2 separate regions of the Pan troglodytes genome follow, and region 2 is linked to region 1. A link is a contact called in public Hi-C data. All regions are on one chromosome and are shown on one strand. The core of a region is the stretch at or near the end of the contact, and the rest is flanking DNA. Distances in the headings are between cores, read along the strand shown. Region 1 overlaps TRERF1 (transcriptional regulating factor 1). Region 2 overlaps TRERF1 (transcriptional regulating factor 1).

The links. A called contact is a pair of places that touch in the nucleus more often than the background predicts.
Region 2: a contact with region 1 is called in a Hi-C map of induced pluripotent stem cells, with 1.7 times the contacts expected there. The contact joins two enhancer-like sites. A contact is called at or near these places in 1 of 7 Hi-C or Micro-C datasets (induced pluripotent stem cells) and 1 of 1 other capture datasets (stem cell-derived neural stem cells).

Annotation. Positions count from the first base shown.
Region 1 is chr5:48,146,322-48,153,363 of NHGRI_mPanTro3-v2.0_pri, reverse strand. It overlaps TRERF1 (transcriptional regulating factor 1), which reads left to right. Exons shown (of 18, transcript XM_063813036.1): 7 at 1-95; 8 at 1,268-1,516; 9 at 4,990-5,374; 10 at 6,514-6,580. Among named protein-coding and RNA genes, the nearest start is that of MRPS10, 43 kb to the right of the region's middle. Within about 2 kb of position 3,618, at least 5 of the 24 cell types and tissues checked have an H3K27ac peak or open chromatin away from gene starts, as enhancers often do. A contact at or near this core is called in induced pluripotent stem cells and stem cell-derived neural stem cells, where this site is marked.
Region 2 is chr5:48,328,404-48,335,318 of NHGRI_mPanTro3-v2.0_pri, reverse strand. All of the region lies in intron 2 of TRERF1 (transcriptional regulating factor 1), which reads left to right. Among named protein-coding and RNA genes, the nearest start is that of TRERF1, 9.3 kb to the left of the region's middle. Within about 2 kb of position 4,453, at least 8 of the 24 cell types and tissues checked have an H3K27ac peak or open chromatin away from gene starts, as enhancers often do. A contact at or near this core is called in induced pluripotent stem cells and stem cell-derived neural stem cells, where this site is marked.

The sequences.
Region 1 (7,042 bases), core at 2,369-4,868:
GCTCCATCTGCCTGAAGGAGTTCAAGAACCTGCCTGCCCTGAATGGCCACATGCGGTCCCACGGGGGAATGAGGGCCTCCCCCAACCTCAAACAGGTTAGCAGGAGCCAGTTCCCGGTCCTTTCTAGGTCGTGTGCTGCTTGCTTTGCTTTGCTGCCGTCAGACAGAGAGTGATGTGAGCCCCATGCGGGACCTGGCGAGGCACAGTCCTCCCTTGACAGGAATGCTTAGGCTTTGGCGCTGGGAGCCAGCCAGGTCAAGCAGCCCCACTTCCCCAGCTTTATGATGAGCAAGGGTCAAAATCAGAGGCGCTAGAAAGCCTTTTAGGGCATCCCAGCCTCTCTCTCTGCCTCCTGGAGAAGACAGCAAAGGAAAACATGTAAATGCAATATTATTTTTAAACTTCTGCTGCTTGACACACCCAAGACCAGGCCCACTGGGGCCTTCCAGATTAGTGGTCAATTGCCAGAGAAAGCTAATATAATCATCAGGCTCTCAGCCAGAATTTTCTATTTACTGATGCAGTGGTGTTCAGCTCAACATCCAAAGATCCTTAAATACCCTCTGGATTATCCAGGTAGGATATCCAGATAGTAAACTATCCACAAATTTTAGAGTTAGATTAAAATCAAAAAATTTTCTCAGAATTATTTTAATATTATTACTCTTAATTTAAATCTATGGGATTAAATCTCTGTTGAACAGAATTTTTGATTACCCAGATCACTCCATCTCCTGGCCATGCCAGATTATGTTTTTTAAAAAAGCTTTTGTCTTTACTTGTTAAAAGTACATGTTTTGTATCTCCAGTGTGGTTTCCTGACCTGAATAAAATTTAGGATGGAATGCCTATTTCCATTTGACAAATGAGTAAACTAAGGCCCATAGAATTAAAAACTCCTACACAAGATCGTACCTTCTTTTGGACTGATTACAAGTCCATGTCCCTTTCTTTAAAAGCATGACAACCACACAATTTTAAAAAAATAGTTTAATATACAAGTAATGCACAATTTTTAAAAAATAGTTTAATATACAAGTAATGCATGGTCAAGAATTTTTAACTGTAAAAAATGGAGTCCAGCCTCTTCCACCATCAGCTGGCATCACTCCAGCCAAGGGACTCAGGATTGCAGGAAGGAAATCGCCCTGCAGCGGTTCTCTATCACCCATACCTGATGTCCTGGAACTTTTCGGGAAAAGCAAAGTGCATCCCCCTTGTGAGAGCTGCTCTCAGCCCAGGATCAAAGCCTTTATTGTCTGTGTAGGAGGAAGGAGAGAAGGTCCTGCCGCCTCAGCCCCAGCCACCACTGCCGCCTCCGCCTCCGCCTCCGCCGCCACCACAGCTCCCTCCCGAGGCAGAAAGCCTCACGCCTATGGTCATGCCCGTGTCTGTCCCTGTCAAGCTTCTCCCGCCCAAGCCCAGCTCTCAGGGGTTCACCAACAGCACCGTTGCCGCCCCCTCCGCCAGAGACAAGCCAGCCAGCTCGATGTCGGACGACGAGATGCCTGTGCTCGTGAGGATGACCCTCTCTCCCCCACACTCACCCCAAGGGGCTGCCCCCCGCACGCCTGCTGTGAGTTGCTGCTCTGCCCCACCTGCCTGGGTGGGGACATCCCTTTGCTTTCTTGGAGATGGGGCGGCCCTTCCAGAGTCACTGACCTGAGCTTGGATACGGCTTGGTCTCTCAGGGCTGAACCCGTGGCCACATTGGGAACCCTACCCTTGTTCACACTGCCTGCTCCCCATTAAATGCCAAACTAATGGCCTAGGTTAGATTCTGAGAGACCCGAAAGTGTTCCCAGGTTTAAACAGAGATGATCATTCAGCTGGGAATCACTGAGACAATCGTAGCCATTATTGAAATATGGAAGTACCATATCCCAGAAAGTAAGCAGCTGTTGCCCCAGGCCCTGGCCCCTTCCCCAGGATCTCCAGACCTCCCAAATCCACAACCAAAGAGGTAACCACTGGCGCAGCAGGCTTCCAGGCAATAGCCCTGGCATCCATTCTGACAAGCAGCCTTACCAGTTGCTTAATATTTTTGTCTGCTTAAATACCCTGGAGAACCTAATTCGTTAAAGTTCCCAAAGTAGTTCCACTGAGAGCCACCCACCCCTAATCTCAGGAAAGCAAAGAGATTTGTTTTTCTCACTCACTGTTCTCCTTTCTCCAATTTTAAGTGCTTCACTCAAACAGCTTAATTTGCCTCTGGGAAGGGTTTCCCTCTCTCTGTCTCTCTCTCTCTCTCTCTCTCTGTGTCTGTCTCTCGGCCCCTAGGGAATTTGTGACCTGTGTGGTTGGCAATATCAGACCTACCCCCTCCCCACAAAGTGGCATGTTGGGTCATATTTGTCCTTAGGAATAGGTAGCTGCTGAGAATCCAGGAGGCATAAGGGTAGGCTGGGCCAGGATAGAGGGAGAGAAGATAATGAATACAACTAGAAAAGTACAGAAAAAAACCTTTATGGTTATCTGTGTAATATCAAGTCCTCAAAAGAAGAGAAACTGATGGAGAACTTGGAGGAAGATTCTCATAAGCCGTCAGGACTTGGGGGTCAGCAACAGGCAGAGAGATGAAATGACACATCCAAGCTCCCTCTTTGCCCAGGGAAGTTCGTGCTTTGGCAGGAGAAACAGTGTTTCCTTGGGGAAATAGTTCCCTTGGGGAACTCTCAATTAAGAGTTCATAGTCACATGGGGGTCAGAGTCCCAGGCACACACCCCCACCCCTTCAAGATGGTAAGAGAAAGACAGGGGCAGACAAGAAATTGATGCTTTAAGTGTGACTGGATGAGAATACACCTGGGTAGCCAAAGTCATTATGGACTGGGGAGGGGCAAGGGAGTTTGCTCAGGAGATCACCATTAGAGTTCTGAGCAGGATTTTGAAGGAAGGGATGAACTTGGCTTAATGGAAGGGTGAGAGAGACCTCGTTGGTGGGGGCGGTAGGCTGAAGTGGAAGCATGTAGGTGGGACTGAATACATGGGAACAAGGCCCTGGCACTTAATGTAAAGAAATTAAAACATCCAGGAAGGAGCCCCGAGTGCCCATCTCAGTTTGGCTCCTAGCCAGCTGGGATGAAGACAGCTGAGACCTGCCCCCCACTCACAGCCTCAGTTTCCTCCCCTGACCTTGATAGGGTTGGACTCATCAGTGGTTCTCATCCTTCTCTGTGGGCAGCTTTTTAAAGTTTTCAGTGCTTGGCCTCACCCCCAAAGTGTCCAAATAGCTTGGTGGGGTGGAACACTGTAAGTGCTTCCTCTCAAGTGACAACCATATATGACATCCTGGGTGGCTTCTCTTGCCCAGTGGCTCAGAGCCTTGCCTGGAGGATCGGAAAATCCAGGTTTAGAGCTGGAGTAACAGGACAAGAAGCTGGAGGAGAGGGAGCCCAAAAGGGACCTCTGGCCCTGTGATCAGAGGTCTGGATTGCAGTGCCGCGTTGAGATCATATAAGGTCTGCATGTTCTTGGATGATCTTATCTGTTACCCGGGAACAGAGTGTATCTTCAGGGCTGCTCCCCTTGTGGGGGGCACAGGCCTCCTTCCCCCATTCTCCTCTGCCCCTCTCTGGCCTCAGCCTCAGGCGCTGAGGAGCCCTCTGGTGGAGAAAAGAGGCGGTTGAGCGCGCTGGCCTAAGGAGGGTCCCCTGGGGGTGAGGCGCGGGGGTAGGGGAGGGGTGGGGGCGGGGGTAGTTAGGAACCTCACTCTGGAGCCGGGAGCCTGGGACCCTCTGCCCCCTCCTCCTTTCCCCACTCTCTGCCTCCCTAGACTCCTCTCCTAGAGGCCAGGATGGCACCACGGAAGGCAGAGAAGCTGAGGGAGAAACAGAAGGGGGCAGAGCCTGAAGCTCTGGAGGGAGAGGAGCCCAGAGCAGAGGAGCCCATGGGGCAGGTCACATGGCCTGGAGGCAGATGGTCACATGACTGTAGCCAGCCCTTCCCATCACCCCCTGCTGCTTCCTACCCAGGCGCCACCCTGGGCTCAGGAGTCTCCAGGACCTGCAGCTGTGACTGGCCCCTGGCCTGCAGGGCCTGAGAGGGCACCCCAGACTGCCCAGAACCTTCCCTCAGGTATCCCCGTGGCCCCTCCCAACCACACTGCCTCTGCAGCCACACCCAGCTCTCGACTTTTCTGGGCTGATGCTACCACACAACCCGAGTCTGTTTCTGTTTGGCTTTGGCATGCCCTGCTCATCTGTTTACGTGCCTATGTTTACTTATTAGTATATATGTATCCATGTGGCAGATCCTCCTTCCAGACTATGCTTGGTTCCGCTGCCATTAAAATAAACTAACTCTCCTGACAGGAAGCCAACCTCAGAGAAGGGTTTGCTACAAATAAGCTACGAGTTCTGGGAGCAATAGTGAGGGGTGGTGACGGGGGAGGTTAACCAGATCCGTTTTTAGGTGAGCACATGGAAGGGCCCTTAGAGGTCATCGAAGGCTCTCTCCCCTGCTGAAAGTGACCCAGGAGAGCCCGGTGTGGGTCGCTGGCCTTAGGAACCTTGGCTAGGCTTGAACCCCCACTTCCTGCCTCACAGGTCTCGGTCCCATGCTTCCCTGAAGAGATTATTCTGTCCCCTTCTCAGAACATGTGGTATCTGTTCCTGATGTCCGTCCCTGGGGAGCAGTGGGGGAATTAAAGAGCCCACTCAGCTGGATTCCACTCAAACAGATGGGAATGTAGTGATAAGCAATAAAGAATTTGAATTTATTACTTCTTGCCCACCCACTATTCCTACCACCCCCAGCTCTTTCAGAAATTAGGGATTTCTTCCAAAACCTTAGTTTTCTCCCTAGTCTAGCAACCAGAACTCGCTTTGCCTAAAATGGATGTGGTCAGAATGTGGGGGCGTTGGGGGTGGGGGGGTCAAGCAGAAGGGCTCTCTGCTTAGACAGTAGAAGGCCCCCTTCCCTGAACCTGTGGAAATGGCCTGCGGGGGAAGCTGAAGTATTCGAATCAGATCGTTGTTCCGGTTTTAGGAAATCCCCAGGAAGCATCAGCCGAGTGTGCCCAAAGCCGAGGAGCCCCTCAAGACCGTGCAGGAGAAGAAAAAGTTCCGGCACCGGCCGGAACCTCTCTTCATCCCGCCGCCGCCCTCCTACAACCCGAACCCCGCCGCCTCCTACTCGGGCGCCACCCTGTACCAGAGCCAGCTGCGCTCCCCGCGCGTCCTCGGGGACCACCTGCTCCTGGACCCCACCCACGAGCTGCCCCCTTACACGCCCCCACCCATGCTGAGCCCGGTGCGCCAGGGCTCGGGGCTCTTCAGCAATGTCCTCATCTCCGGCCACGGCCCTGGCGCCCACCCGCAGCTGCCCCTGACGCCCCTGACGCCCACACCACGGGTGCTGCTGTGTCGCTCCAGTGAGTCACCCCTTTAGCGTCCTCCTGGGCTCTGGGTGCTGGGTAAAGTCCTGGGACATCTCGTTTTCTTTAGCTTTCTCATTTATCCCACAGACTTTTGCGGAGTATTGGCTGTATGTAGCACACGCTGCTGGGTGTTAAGAAAGACTTGGAATACATAGCCCTTATCCTCAAGGGAATCGCAGTCTAATTGGGAGACAGATGCATAAAGTGATCACTACAGTCTCTGGGATAAGGAAACAGTTGAAATGTTCACCCACTTTTTAAGACTGCCAGCAATGATCGTGCAAGAGAGAAAAAATGAGACCGGGCGCGGTGGCTCACACCTGTAATCCCAGCGTTTTCGGAGGTCGAGGCGGGTGGATCACTTGAGGCCGGGAGTTGGACACCAGCCTGGCCAACATGGTGAAACCCCGTCTCTACTAAAAATACAAAAATTAGCCGGGCATGGTGGCACGCACCTGTAATCCCAGCTACTCGGGAAGCTGAGGCAGGAGAATCGCTTAAACCTGGGAGGCAGAGGTTGCAGTGAGCCAAGATCGTGCCACTGCACTCTAGCCTGGGGGATGAGAGCGAAACTCGGTCTCAAAAAAAAAAAAATAGCGGGATGTGGTAGCAGGCACCTGTAGTTCCAGCTACTCAGGAGACTGAGGCAGGAGAATCTCTTGAACCCGGGAAGCGGAGGCTGCAGTGAGCCGACATCGCGCCACGGCACTCCCGCCTGGGCGAAGGAGCGAGACTCCGTCTCAAAAAAAAGAAAATGTACTCAGTAGATGTACAAATAAGATTAGGTATTACATGCAAGATCAAGCCTTGACATGTTAGCATGCTTTATAAAAATCAAGCATAGAGAGGCTAGGATCTCTTTCTGGAGCAAGAATAATTGCATAGAAATCATACCGCTTAGCAGACCATTGTGGGACAGCTGGCTTCTCCTCACCCTGTGTGAGAAATGGGTAACCCTAAGTTATTTTGCACCATACTCCACCCAGCTCCCTGGAAACTGTCAAGGATAACTCTGGCAGGAGCTGGGTAGGAGAGGAGCTCTATTATGGCTGGTTAGGTAACTGCTCATTTGCTTTAGTCTTTTTCAACATTCCTTCCCTGTTGACTAGTGACCTCTGATTTTTGTGTTTTAGACAGCATCGATGGCAGCAACGTGACGGTCACCCCAGGGCCTGGAGAGCAGACTGTAGATGTTGAACCGTAAGGAAAAGTCAATTACTCTTTAGAACAGAAGCCTCAGCTTCTTGAGAAGTATAGTTAATACTTTTGTAGTCAGAGGATTACACTGAGAGAGCAGTTGTAGAAATTGTAGGATCGTGGTTATTTCTTGAGTACTGTTGTTTCCCTGCACAATGGTTGCCAGTATTTCAAGGCCTTTGCCAAAGACTAAATACATGGTCAAAGCATGAAGCCCTGTATTCAGAGAGCCTAGCGTCCCTGCGTCTGGCTCCACAGGCAGTGCTTTCTCATCCCCAGTGACACAGGCATCTCCCTCCGGGTGGCTCATTCTTTAAGAGGCTCCTTCTGAATGTCTTCACTTCCCCCCTCCCCAGTTCTTGACCAGTCCTCCAAATGGACTTGTTAAGTACTTTAATTTTGCATAGGCAGTGGGTGGTATTAGGAGAGGCAAAGGTGGTTATTTTCATGGATAGGCACAGAAAA
Region 2 (6,915 bases), core at 3,204-5,703, 180 kb before region 1:
TGGGGGAGACAGCACATGAAGTAGAGGAGAGCCTGTGCAGAAGGACTTTGGTTTTGGAGAACTCAAAGAGGCACAGGTGGTCAAGGATGAAGGAGGGAGGGCAGCATGAGATGATTGTGCAGGACTCTCTGGGCTTTGAAAAGGTTTACATTTCATTTGAAGTGTAGTGGGAAGCCATTGAAAGTTTGGAGTGGGACTGGGCACGGTGGCTCACACCTGTAATCCTAGCACTTCGGGAGGCCGAAGCGGGTGGATAGCCTGAGGTCAGGAGTTCCAGACCAGCCTGGCCAACATGGTGAAACACTGTCTTTACTAAAAATACAAAAATTAGGCTGCGTGGTGGCGGATGCCTGTGATCCCAGCTACTTGGGAGGCTGAGGCAGGAGAATCACTTGAGCCCAGGAGGTGAAGGTTGCAGTGAGTGGAGATCGTGCCACTGCACTCCAGCCTGGGTGACAAAGCGAGCCTTCATCTCAAAAACAACAACAACAAAACAAACAAACAAAAGAAAGTTTGGAGTGGGAAGCGACAGCCCCTAATTCACGTTTTAAGAAGATTGCATTGGTGGAGAAGAGAGCAGAGAAAGGCAGAGCACAGTAAAGAGGCAGGTGGAGGAGGAGGCGAAGGAGGTGCATGGAGAGGAGTGGGTGGGTGTGAGATGCTCATTAGGAGTAGAATGGGCAGGGCTGCTGTGGGGTGGGGAGAAGCATCTAGAACTCCGAGGTTTCTGGCTTGTGCAGTTGAGTAGATGGTGGTGCTGTTTCCTGAGATGAAGAAAGATTGGGAGAGGGAGGCGGGCAGAATCAAGATATTTTAGTTGGGGCACCACTAAGTTTGAGGTGCCTGTTAGACTCAAAGTGGAGGTGTCAAGTAGGGTAATCTGATCTACCACCTAGCACGAGATAAAAATGTGGGAGCCATCGGCATGGAGAGAGCATTTAAATGCAGGAGAGTGGACAGAATGCCCTAAGGAGCCCGTGGAGACAGAAGAACAGGCAGTGTGAAGGAAGTGTGTGCTGTGTGTGTGTGTGTGTGTGTGTGTGTGTCTGTGTGTGTAGTGTTTCCTGAGGCTGATAAGGCCAGAAAAATCACCATTGGATTTGTTTCATCGTTTTTTGTTTTTTTTTTTTTGAGATGGAGTCTTGCTCTGTTGTCCAGGCTGGAGTGCAGTGGCGTGATCTCGGCTCATGCAACCTCTGCCTCCCATGTTCAAGTGATTCTCTTGCCTTAGCCTCCCGAGTAGCTGGGACTACAGGCATGTGTCACCACGCCTGGCTGGTTTTTATATTTTTAGTAGAGATGGGGTTTCACCATGTTGGCCAGGCTGGTCTCAAACTCCTGACCTCAGGTGATCCACCTGCCTTGGCCTCCCCAACTGCTGGATTACAGATGTGACCTACTGCGCCAGGCCCTGAATTTGGCAAAATGGAATCTGTCTGTGACTTGTGAAGAACAGTTTCAGTGGAGTGAAGGATTGGCTGGGACCACGACTGGAGAGAGTTGGGAGGGGATCGTGAGGGAGGAGCTGCGGACAGCCTGTGTAGTCAACTCTTTGGCAAAATTTGATGATGAAAGGCGAGGAGCAGAGAAACGGAGTGGGAGCTGGAAGGATGTGCACAAGGGAAAGAGGTTTTTTGGAAGGGTTGGTAATTTGTGTGCTGATGGGAAAGATCAGTGGAGAGGGAGTGACTGATCAAGAGAAACAAGTTGGGTCAGTTGAGCAAAAAGCCCTTGAGAAGGTCTGAGGGGAAGATCTGGCCTTTGTAAGGGGGTGGGGGATACTTCAGGGACTTGCTCCATCATGACAGGGAAGAAAAACTGATAAGGGGGCAGATGCTAAGGAGTGGGCAGGCAGGGGACTCTGTGGAGGACCGAGATGCTCTGCCTCCCCAGGCTGAGGCTACCCTGTCCCTGGGAAGGAGTTTGGGCTTAGGACTTGATACCAGCCAGAGACTCAAGGGTTAAGACTGCATCAGAAATGGTACTGCATTTTTCTGAACATTTGACTGCGTTACTGAGCGGCACAGAGGAAAGAGTGAATTCTTTAGCTTGGAGAAAAGAGTCTTCAGTTAAAGTAATTTGGGCCTCACATTAAATTTATTTGAAAACTATGATTAGAAAAAGACTTCTGTGATTTTCAGCCCTGTTCAGAGTTGGTGGGTACTGTCATAGGTTTTGAGCAAGAAGCTCAAAAGAAAAAAAAAAAGCAAAAAAAAAAAAAAAAAAAAAAGCAAAGGCTGCCTGTTGTTTAGGTTGTCTTTCACAAAAAATATCCCATGGACTACCAGCCTCGGTGGTTCCCAGCCATGGGGTCTGCATGGGAGGTGGGTGGAAAAGGAGAGAGTCAGAGCTGGATTGAGATCCAGCTCTACACCAAGGCTCTGGACTAGTCGACCTCTGAGCCTCTCTGCATCTGTAAAAAGAGGGCTGGTACCATCTTCACCTCTCCTCTTCAAGTTGTGAGAGGGAATCAGATCATGTATGGAAAGTGCGATGTCAACGGTAAGAGGCATAGAACAGAGGCAGCAGCGAGGCGACTTGATCTTCAGCCAGGTCTTCTTTTCAGATATAAAATCTGACAGCCAGCGAAACATTTCCCTTGTCCACTCCCACTGTTGTTCCCTACGTGTAGCTGCCTTCTATTTGGGGTTTTCAAGTTCTCTGTGATCCTTTAGCAAAACTGCTCTTCTTGTTGAAAGGCTGGCCTCAGAAATGCTGGCTGGGCAGTGCCAGTCAATACAGGTTCAAATTCTGATTCCATATTCAGAATCTGGGACCTGCCCACCCAAAGGGCCAAATAAACTTGGTTTGCTCCACAAAGAATCCTGTGAACTGGGTGCAGGAGAACCTTGAACCTACCCCAAGAAACCCGACTGAGGTTCTAGGGTCTTAGCCGTCTTCATTTGCATTCAGTGTTTGTTTTGCAAATAAGGATTGTGCTATGAAGCTGAATCTACCTAAAAGCAGTCATTAGCCCTTAGTCTTACTGTGTATGCTGGAAAGTCAATTCTCATTTTAAAAAGATATCCAGCGCTTTTCACTAATCGGGCTCCTGGCCTCTGCCTAAGAAGGTGAAGCTTTATTTATTTATTTAAAAATGATCTTTATTATGAAAAAACTTTAAACATACACAAAAGCAGAGAGGCTAGTATAATGAACTCTCTTGTACTCATCACCTAGATTTAGCAATTATTGAGATTTTGCCACACCTGTGGATAATGGGGCTTCTTCTGTATTTGTATAATAAATATGTGTCGTTGATTTTGAAAAACAGTGGAACTGATACCGATTTGGTTTCATAGAGAGAAGGAAGAAATCAACGAAAAATCAGAGAGAGAGGAAATGGAGGCCATCACTGAAATAACTCGCATTTTGTAGTTCCAAAGCCTCTTTGACGTATCTTATTTGTGTTCTGCAACAACCAGAGAAGGTAGATGTCCTCATTTTATAGCTGAGGAAACTGAGGCTCGAGAAGTAAAATTGGAAAATATAAATAAATGATCAACTAAGAGTCACCTGTTCAGCCAGCATCCAAAGCCCTGATTTAATGCCACAATTTGAATGGTTTCCAAATTTTGTGCACTCTGAAATAGATAATACTATACAGCATTAAATAAAAGAATGTGGTACAGAATATATGTAAAAGATCATGGAAACCAGGAAGATCATCTGGGTGTTTTGGGCTTACAACTCCAATGAACTTAGTTGGAAATACTCAGATGATTTAAGCATGTTTTTGGCATGACATTTTTGAAAACTTAAATTGTCTGCCTCCATTATTCTGGAGCACAAAGCTTTAAGGCTGCCTTATAATGAAGGCCAAGACTTGACTTTAACAAATTGGGCAGCTATTTGCCATCTGTGTCCTACTGTCAGCTCTGTCCCTTCTGTGGGGCCCCTCAGCAGAGGGACCTGGGTGGTCTAGTGGTCATTTCTAGATGGTGTGGCCTCTAGCCCCTGGGCTCTGACTTTGGAGATAACAGGGCCCTGGACAGCTTGGTCCCTCAGAAAGAATCCTTCCTGAGGGCCTCTAGGGGTCTTTGTCATTACAGAGGCTGCTCCTAGGGCCTCCCTTGGTCTTTGGGAAACTGCCCCCAATCTAACTCCTTTGAAAGATTTTTTTTCTTTTTAAAGGAAAAGAAAAAAAGCTGGAGTTGATGCCCAAGGAGTTTTAATAGGAGTGTCGTTTGAGTTCCCTCTGTTGTCATTACAATAGGAGATACCAAGCTCCCTTAAATTCAACTGAAGGACACCAGTAATGAGGCTGATTCTGAAGTATTGGGGCTTGAGTTCGCTTTTCTTTGTTAATTGGGTGAATACATGCGAGCTGAGGGGTTTTCAGGGGGAGCCACAGTAAGTAAGGACATTTAGGGGCCTCTTTCCTTTTGAAGAGTCTGAGCTTCTTTAGAAGGCAGTATGGAATTCAAACCTCGCAAACGCTCATTCCTTAAGTCTTTCTTGATGGCTCTGTGTGCCTGGGCCTGGCCAGGGCAGTGGGTGGGCTGGAAGGGCTGTTCCTGGGCTCCTGCTGCCCTTGGTTTATAAGGCTGCTGCTGTCATACTTGCAGTGGGACGTGTCTTTCACCCCTCTGGACTGGGAGCTTGGGGAAGGCAGAACTGGGTCATCACTCATTTCTGTACCCCCCGGCCTCTAGCACAGAGCCTGACACTAGTTAGTGCTGTAAAAATGCTTACTTAAGAATCAGCTGGGTTTTTCTTTCTTTTTTTTTTTTTTAAAACCCCTGGTTTTCTCGCCATTGGTTCTTAATGGAAGGAGAAATCCAGGCTTCTCTGCTACCAGGCCCAGTCCTTGCAGCCACTGAAGAAGACCAGACCTGAGAAATATTTTCTTCCCCCTTGCCTTGCCTTGGCCTTGCAGCCTTTAGCTGGGGTGGTTTAACTGAGCTCTCGAATGCAAATGCTGTCCCATCCCCCATTCCTTTTAATAAGTGACATTTTGTTAAATCAGTTATTCAAGGCCTTATCTATATTTCTGTCTGTGCTGGCTTAGTCAAAATAGGAAAGAGACTGAATATTAGATTTCTTCACCCACCCCCTCCTCCTTCCCCTTTGAGCAACTCTACGTAAGATTTCTGATAGAGGCGGGGTGATGTGTCCTTGAAGAAGTAAATGCTGCGTGCAGAAAAAATGTAGAGGGCTTTGACTTGTAGCAAATGCTGTTTTTCAGCAGCTGTGATTTTTCCATTTTTCTTTTTCTTTCTGTTTTGATTAGTGGAACTCATTGTGCTCCAGGGTTGGGATTGCACTGGGGGAGGGTGCAGAGGGAACAGCATTTACTGGGAGAGCTCGAGTTGGGGAGGGGAAAGGAGAGAAGGGATTTATTGAAAATATATGTCTACTTCTGCTGTGATAAAGCGGCAGGCATGTAAAAATGCAACCGGGAAATCATTATTGTGGTAATGTAGGCAGAGCTCGGCTTTCTCATTAACAGAGCTTAGCGCACGTGGAGGAGGGGGCAGCCGGGCTACTTTGAGAGTTGGGGTATTCAATAATAGCAGAAACTCAGGGGATTGTCTCCATCCCCGCTTCTCACCCCCTCCAGCTGCCTTCTTTCTTTCTCCAATCAGTTTGTAACCTTTTAAAAGCTGCTTGTTGGATTTTGTGGGCTCCTTCCTCACCCCTGCCACCCCAAAATGCTGTAAGAACTGTTTAATTTTTTAAAGTTAGAGGGAATTAAAATACATTTTCTCTTGGGAATTTGAGGAGAATTTTGGCAACATATTGTGAGTCAGAGATTGGATATCTTTGACCTCCCAGAGCACACCAAGAAGAGCCTATTTAGGGGCTCAGGAATTTGCATAGGCCATGGGGTATCAGCATTAGGGCTCCAGATCGCTTTAGTAGTAGTAACTGCTATTTATAGAAAGCTTACTATATGCCTGGCCTTGTGTGGATATTTTAGCCATTTCATTCTCCTACAATTGTAGGAAGCAGATGTGATGTCCACTTCACACTTGAGGAAACTGAGGCTCGGGGGGTTTCAGCAACTTGTTTAAGGACAGGTGCTGCGTGGCGGAGCTGGTATCCAAACTCAGGACCCGCTCCAAAGACTGGCTCCTGATCCTTAGACTATGCTGCCTTTAGAAATTGCCTAGTCACTGTATACTTGCTATGTACAGACCTCTAGACTCTAAGAACCTCAGCAAAATATCTAGAGCTGCAAATGAGGCCTGCCGTTGACAGCTATGGGTAGAGTGCTCAGGATGTTTAAGAGAATCTTTCCTGAGTTCCTGGAGTGAGGTGTTATTCTAAGGAAGGTCAAGGGTCTCATAGCCTTGTTAGAAGAGATGAGTGCCCTGCCCCCATCCCTGCCAGGCCACGGTGGGTGGCTTTGCTGACAGCTTGTTCATCAAGCATTTATTGAGTGACTGCCATGTATTAGGATTGTCCCAATGGCTGGAAATGCCAGGACAAATAAGAGGAGCTCAGAGTCTAGTGAAGGACTGTCATGTGAACATGGAAATACGACACACAGTGATGCCCACCAGAAAAAGGCAGAATTTCTGAAGAAGTTCACAGGACATACTGTCTGGAGCAGCTAGGCTTATCCCTCTGTCTTTGTTTGGGCTACTATAACAAAAATGTAATAGACTGAGTGGCTCAAATAACAAACTTTTATTTCTAACAGTTCAGAAGGCCAGGTGGTCCAAGAACAAGGCAGGGGCAGATTTGGTCTTAGATGGTCGTCTTCTTACCGGGTCCTCACATGGCGGAATGGGCCAGGGTGCCCTCGGAGTCCCTTTGTTTGTTTGTTTGTTTTGGAGTCTTATTTGTTTATCTATTGATTTATTTTTGAGACAGAGTCTTGCTCTGTCGCCCAGGCTGGAGTGCAGCAGTGCGATCTCAGCTCACCGCAACCTCCGCCTCCCAGGTTAAAGTGATTCTCCTGCCTCG